Regions from separate parts of the Sus scrofa genome. Here region 2 is linked to region 1. The links are chromatin contacts, called in public targeted proximity ligation maps. All regions are on one chromosome and are shown on one strand. The core of a region is the stretch at or near the end of the contact, and the rest is flanking DNA. Distances in the headings are between cores, read along the strand shown. Region 1 holds the start of FAM102B (protein FAM102B). Region 2 has its middle 6.7 kb from the start of SLC25A24.

Region 1 (3,074 bases), core at 206-2,705:
AAAATGACTCTGGTGTAATTAATTAGCTGAACAGCCACAGATTTGTCATCATACTTTAATTTTAAAAACTATGCTCAGCTGACCGTTATTTAAGTCTGAGAATCAATACTGCCTCCTCTCTCCTTTGCTTTGGCCAACTAGATATTAACATTCTCTGGCTTCCATAGGCTTCAATATTGCCACCATAGACAATTTTCTGGTCCCAATTCCACAACCCACGGACATTATTCTTCCTTTACATTATTAATAGGGAATGACAGGTAAAAGGAAAGCAGAATACTTATTAGGGTAAAAATAAAGCCCGTGAGCAGAATATGGAGGCAAAATAAACATTAGCTCTGAGTCTTATTCCTTGATCGCAAGAATTTAAAAGTTCATTTTAAAAAATTCTACAAATTCACTCTTTTCTTAAGGAACACTTACCCTCGGGTAGATCTGTCAACCTACAAATGGCCCTAAAAAGACTCAAGGAATGCCACCCCTCCTGACTTCACTCTATAACCTACCAACGACCCTCCCTGTGAGCGCCTAGGGGCTCACTTCAAAAAGAGGGGCGGGCTTGGGTTCTTCTGGTTCTAAGTCCTCCACGCTGAGAGCCACTGGCGGCCACTGCGAGAAGGGTTATTCAGAGAGTGTTAGGGCGTAACTGGACACGCAGCTCTGAGATGAGGCACAGACTGCTGTCTGCCAGGGAACACTTGACTCAAGTCAAGCCTGATCAGGCCTACCCTAGTCGCATCCTGGGCTCCCGAGCCCTCCAGTAACCAACAAGGAGAAGGGGAAAGGCTGAGGCACCGGCTTCTGTTGAGAGCGGGCGCTCCTGGAACTCGAGCTGTTTGGGTTATTTTTGTTTTAACAGCAGCTCAAGTTCCACTCTGCATCTCACAAATATAGAAAGGTCTGAAGAGAAACCACAAGCATCCTCGCCCTTCTGACCATCGTTCCCATTCCTAGAGAATTTAGGAGGGAAGTGCAAATACCAGGAACCATCTGGAATCAGGAGCGCAGGTGGCAACTCCAGCCGAGAAGAACCCACTTGCGAAGCACTTTAGCAGATCGATAGACTGCCGACCGATCTCAGACTGATCCCTAGAGAAAGAAGAGCTCACGAGGCTGGCCGCCCTCCTGGAGCTTAGGAGCCACGGAAAGAGATGCTGCCCAGCCTACAAGCCCCTGCTGGGCAGGCGAGGGCGCAGCTGAACGGGGATCGCGGGCGGCGGGCGGGCGTGTTACCTGGGGGACTCGGCGGTGAAGCTGCCGCCGTCCAGCAGCCGCATCTTGCAGAAGAGGACCCCGTTGACGAAGGGCACCGAGGAGAGCTCCTCGAGCCCGAAGTCCACCTTAAACTTAAACTTCTTCTTCTTCATCATCATGAGAGCCAGACGCCGGCGAGCGGGGTGCGGGGGTGGCCCCAAGGGGCGCGCGGGCCGGCGCCGCCGCTTCAACTCGGCCGAGCCCCGGGCCCGCCCAGCCCCATGGCCGGGGCCGCGAGCTGCGCGCGGGGGCGCGGCTGGGGGGCGCCGCGGGCCGGCCGGGGCCGGGGCCGCCGCCTCCTCTCGCGGCAGCCGGGGCCGGAGCGCGGCGGCGGCGGCGGCGGCCGCGGCGCGGACCCCGCCCGCCCGCGGGGAGCGGTCGTGCTGCAGCTCGCCTGAGCGGTGGGCGCCCTCTCGGTGTGCAACTCGCCGCCGCCGCCGCCCGTCTGGGAGGAGGAGACGTGAAGCTGGGAGAACCGCCGCCGCCGCTGCCTTGGCGCTACGGGGCCCGCGGCGCCCCTAGCGGCGGCGACGAGCAGTGCACCGCCGGGCGGAAGCGGGAGGGCGGGCGAGGAAATTCGCGGCGGGCGGGCGCTTCGCCGGGAAACGGACCCGCGACGGCAGTTGGGGCGTCACGCCTCGCTGGGGTTAAAAAAAGACAAATCCGACCGAAAAGGAACTTCCTTCTACAGCTTCCTCTCGGCCTTTCTTTCAGTTTTTGCCCCGCCTCCTTTCTCCCTCTCCCCCCTTCTCCCCCTCCCCCTCCAGAGATATATTTTTTTTCCCTCTTGGGTTTGAGAGTCACGGGTTAATAGGGTTAATCAGAATCTCCACGACGTCGTTTTCATCAGATCGAAATCCGAAAACACAGATTTCTTTTAGGTACTCTGAATTCACGAGCCTTCTAATATAAAGCAAGGAGGAGGCAGGGAAGAGGAAGGGATTAGAACGTGTGCAGAACCCAGGCACTGTACTGCTACAGGCGTTTTCTCCGGTTTATACTTTAATTCCTGTCAGCCAGGATAAAAGAGTACAGAAGGCATTCAAATAATACTTTCCCTTCTAAAATGTGGCCGTCCATACGGAAAACTGAAAAGCCAAAAAAATAAGAAGTCTCCTTAGATGCATGTTTAAGAATGTGTACGTTACACATTGTTACATTATACGTTATGTTACTACTTGGTTACGTAATATTCATATTTTCAGCCTGAGTTATAACCCGAAAGATTCCCTCGCAGTAATCTTTGAAAGGCTGCAACTGAAGAGATTCTCGTTCCCAGTTCACTCATTGATGGATGCATTCATCCGTACAAAAATATGTTTAATCACCGAAAATGTCAGTTATTGTCCAGACCCGGTGATTGATTTAAAACACACACACACACACAAACCACAAAAAGTCTGACCTCAATAATTTTACGATCTAGTGAGAAAAATATACCTAAATCAGTCATCAAAAAACAAAACCTAGGCGTTCCTGTGGTGGGTGACTCAGCAGAAACAAATCTGACTAGTATCAATGAGGACACAGGTTTGATCCCTGGCCTTCCTCAGTGGGTTAAGGATCCTGCGTTGCTGTAAGCCGTGGTGGAGGTCGCAGATGCGGCTGGGATCTGGTGTTGCTGTGTCTGTGGCATAGGCCAGCAGCTACAGAGCCTAGTCCACCCCTAGCATGGAAGCAGCCCTAAAAAGACCAAAACAAAACAAAAAAAGCCCCACAAAAAAACCCACCAAAAAACAAAACCTAGCATGTGTGTTTCCTTAGAATGAAGAAGCAAGTTGTCTGGAACTCAGAAGAGGAAGGAATTAATTGAAGTTAAT
Region 2 (3,074 bases), core at 205-2,704, 110 kb after region 1:
AAAATTTAATTTCCATCCATCACTGTATAGTTGATCCTCTTACCCATTTTATCCTTCTCCCTCCACCCACGTTCCCTCTGGTAACCATTACTCTCTTCTCTGTATCTATGTATTTGTTTTTGTTTGGTTTGTTCATTTACTTTGTTTTTTTTTTTTTTTTTTTAATGTTCCACATATGAGTGAAATCTTTTGGTATTTATCTTTGTCTGTCTGGCTTATTTCACTTGCATAATATATCCATGTTGTTGCAATTGTCACGAGTTCATCTTTTTTAATGGCTGAACAGTATTCTGTCGCATACATGTACCACATCTTCTTTATCTGTTTGTCTATTGATAGGCATTCAGGTTGTTTGCATATCTTGGCTATTGTAAATAATGCTGTGATGAACATAGGGGTGCATATATCTTTTTGGATTAGTGTTTTTATATTCTTTGGATAAGTACCCAGAAATGGGATAACTGGGTCATATGGTAGTTCTATTCTTAATTTTTTTTGAGGAATTGCCATACTGTTTTCTGTAGTGGCTAATTTACATTCCTACTAATAGTGCATGAGGGTACCCTTTTCCCCACATCTTCACCAGCACTTGTTATTCTTGCTTTTTTGATAATACTCCTTCTAACAGGTGTGAGGTGATACTGCAGCTAAGTATCTTGAGAATGGAAATAAGCATAACTTGTGGGATACAATTACTAGGCTTTTGTAACTGTTTCCCACCCAGAGTTACTTTGTTGGGTTAGTTCTTCCTTTGCTGTAGATGTAATTTAGGTCAAGTCCCACAACTTTCTTATCACTTTCAGTTAATAAAAAATTCTTCAAGGAAGTACTTAATACATTTGGCTCAGTGTAGTCATCAAAACTTCAATCTTGATTCAAAGCTAAAATTTCAGGCCTGCTGCAGATGAAAGGTCTGTAAGAGAAGAGAAAGGGGCTTGGCCGCTCCTCTTTTTTCCTTTTCTAGGATTCATTTTCTCTAACTTGCTAACCCCATCAGAGTCACAGTAGAAGAGAAAGGAGAGCAAAGAAAGACCAGCGGGCCAGTTCTTAACCTAATATTGTTGTGAGCAGCATCGAGTTCTCTGCTCTGAGGCCTTGTGAAACTCTTTCTTTATCAGCTCTTTTGTGGGTTCTTTGGAGACCCACCCAGTTACTCGGAAACTCTCTCCTGTGTTTTCGTGTTGGATATCATGCACTCTCTCTGGCTGGTCGCTTATATGTCTCCCTCTTCAGTCTCTGGACATTGGGTGGTGCCTCCACCTTTTTTTTTTTTTTTTCTTCTTTCCTTCTGAAGTTTGTTTATCTCTCCAGACAGCCCTTTAGCTCTTTTAGACAGGATCTAAGACCATTCCAACTTGGCTCTCTTTTTACAGCCCACAGCTGGTACAGGAGAGAGATTCACATATTCTCTGTTTCAGCAAACTCTGTGAGTGGAACTTGCCTAAGGCAGCAGCTTCTCTCTCTTTCCCTTTATTGTGAGAATGGTTAGCACATTTCTCAAGCATGAATCAGATACCAGTCCACTGTTTCCTCAAAACCCGGAGACGTATGTCAAGCTTTTCGGCTCACCATTGTTCCTTGCCCTGGGCTGCAGGTGAGGGGCAGGTACCCTTCCCCTGGGCTGGAGCTGGGGTGAGTGAAAGGGGGTACTTAGCATAGCTGTAGCTCTCTCTAAAAATCCTCTTCTAATCCAACTCCTTTACTCCCAGTGTGGGTGAGGGTTTAAGGGCCACAAAACTGACTTTCTACTGCTACTTCCTTTGAATATTCTGCTTTACGGCCTTGCATCTCATTTTGTAACAGAACATATGCTCTCTTGGTATCTTAATTAATTAAACCTCTATTTAACAGTCTGTTAATTCTGCATTACTTTATATATATAAAATTTATCTTTCTGCAAAGTTGCTTATTAACTTTTTATCAATTAAATTCCATTTTGCTTTTTTTTTTTTGGCTTTTTAGGGCTGCACCTACAGCATATGGAAATTCCCAGGCTAGGGTTGAATTGGAGCTACAGCTGCTGGCCTACACCACAGCTCACAGCAACACCAGATCCCCAACCTACTGATGGAGCCCAGGGATAGAATCCTCATAGATCCTAGTCTGGTTTGTTAATCACTGAGCCATGAAGGGAACTCCCCCATTTGCTATTGATTTAAGTAAGTCAGTTTCAGAAATACTTTATTTTTTTTTTCTGATTTGTTTTGAAGTAGAACTGACATTTGAGTATTTGTCAACTTACATATAATCTGATATACTGACACCCGAGTCAATTAGATTTTATAAGAAAAACCTATTTGTACATCTCTAGCCTTTCTAGAAAATGCATTTCTCTTCTTTCTTATTTGGATTCACTAGGAACTGCAATGCATTGACATAATCCTCGGCTCATGGACTCTTAATTGCTCCAGTGGTGAGCACGTCACCTAGCCTAAGTCAAGGAGTCGCCTGTGAGGATTTGGAGAACTTAGTACCAGGAAAAGCATTGCAAAAGCTGTCTCTGGTGCCTGAGTTGGAAGATAGAAAACTGGGCGATGTTACATCCATGCTTCCCACACTATGAAGAAAACTGATCTGCACCGTGGGAGAAGGCAGAAGCAGGAGCAGAGAGGGGAGCAGAGACACAAGACACAGAATCTTGAGGCTGTTTCAGTTCATGTACTTGTTTTACCTGAGTTCTAGCCTCAGTCCTTCTCTTCTTGCATAAGTTGGCTCAGAGTGGGTTTCTGGCAGTTGGACTCTCCAAATGCTATCTCCTTAGAGCTTACTAAGTTTCTTAAAACATTTTTTTTTTTTTTTTTTTTTTTTGTCTTTTTGTCTTTTTTTGTTGTTGTTGTTGTTGCTGCTATTTCTTGGGCCGCTCCCGCGGCATATGGAGGTTCCCAGGCTAGGGGCTGAATTGGAGCTGTAGCCACCGGCCTACGCCAGAGCCACAGCAACGCGGGATCCGAGCCGCGTCTGCAACCTACACCACAGCTCACGGCAACGCCGGATCTTTAACCCACTGAGCAAGAGCAGGGACCGAACCCGCAACCTCATGGTTCCTAGTCGGATTCGTTAACCACTGCGCCACG

What was found.
Region 2: a targeted proximity ligation map of alveolar macrophages shows a contact between it and region 1. A contact is called at or near these places in 1 of 5 promoter capture datasets (fetal liver), 9 of 47 Hi-C or Micro-C datasets (embryonic fibroblasts, epiblast stem cells, fetal heart ventricle and 6 more) and 1 of 2 datasets of targeted methods (alveolar macrophages).

Annotation. Positions count from the first base shown.
Region 1 is chr4:111,465,775-111,468,848 of Sscrofa11.1, forward strand. FAM102B (protein FAM102B) reads right to left here and starts at 1,456. Exons shown (of 11, transcript XM_021090109.1): 1 at 1,234-1,456. The coding sequence starts at 1,373.
Region 2 is chr4:111,571,982-111,575,055 of Sscrofa11.1, forward strand. No RefSeq gene overlaps it. Among named protein-coding and RNA genes, the nearest start is that of SLC25A24, 6.7 kb to the right of the region's middle.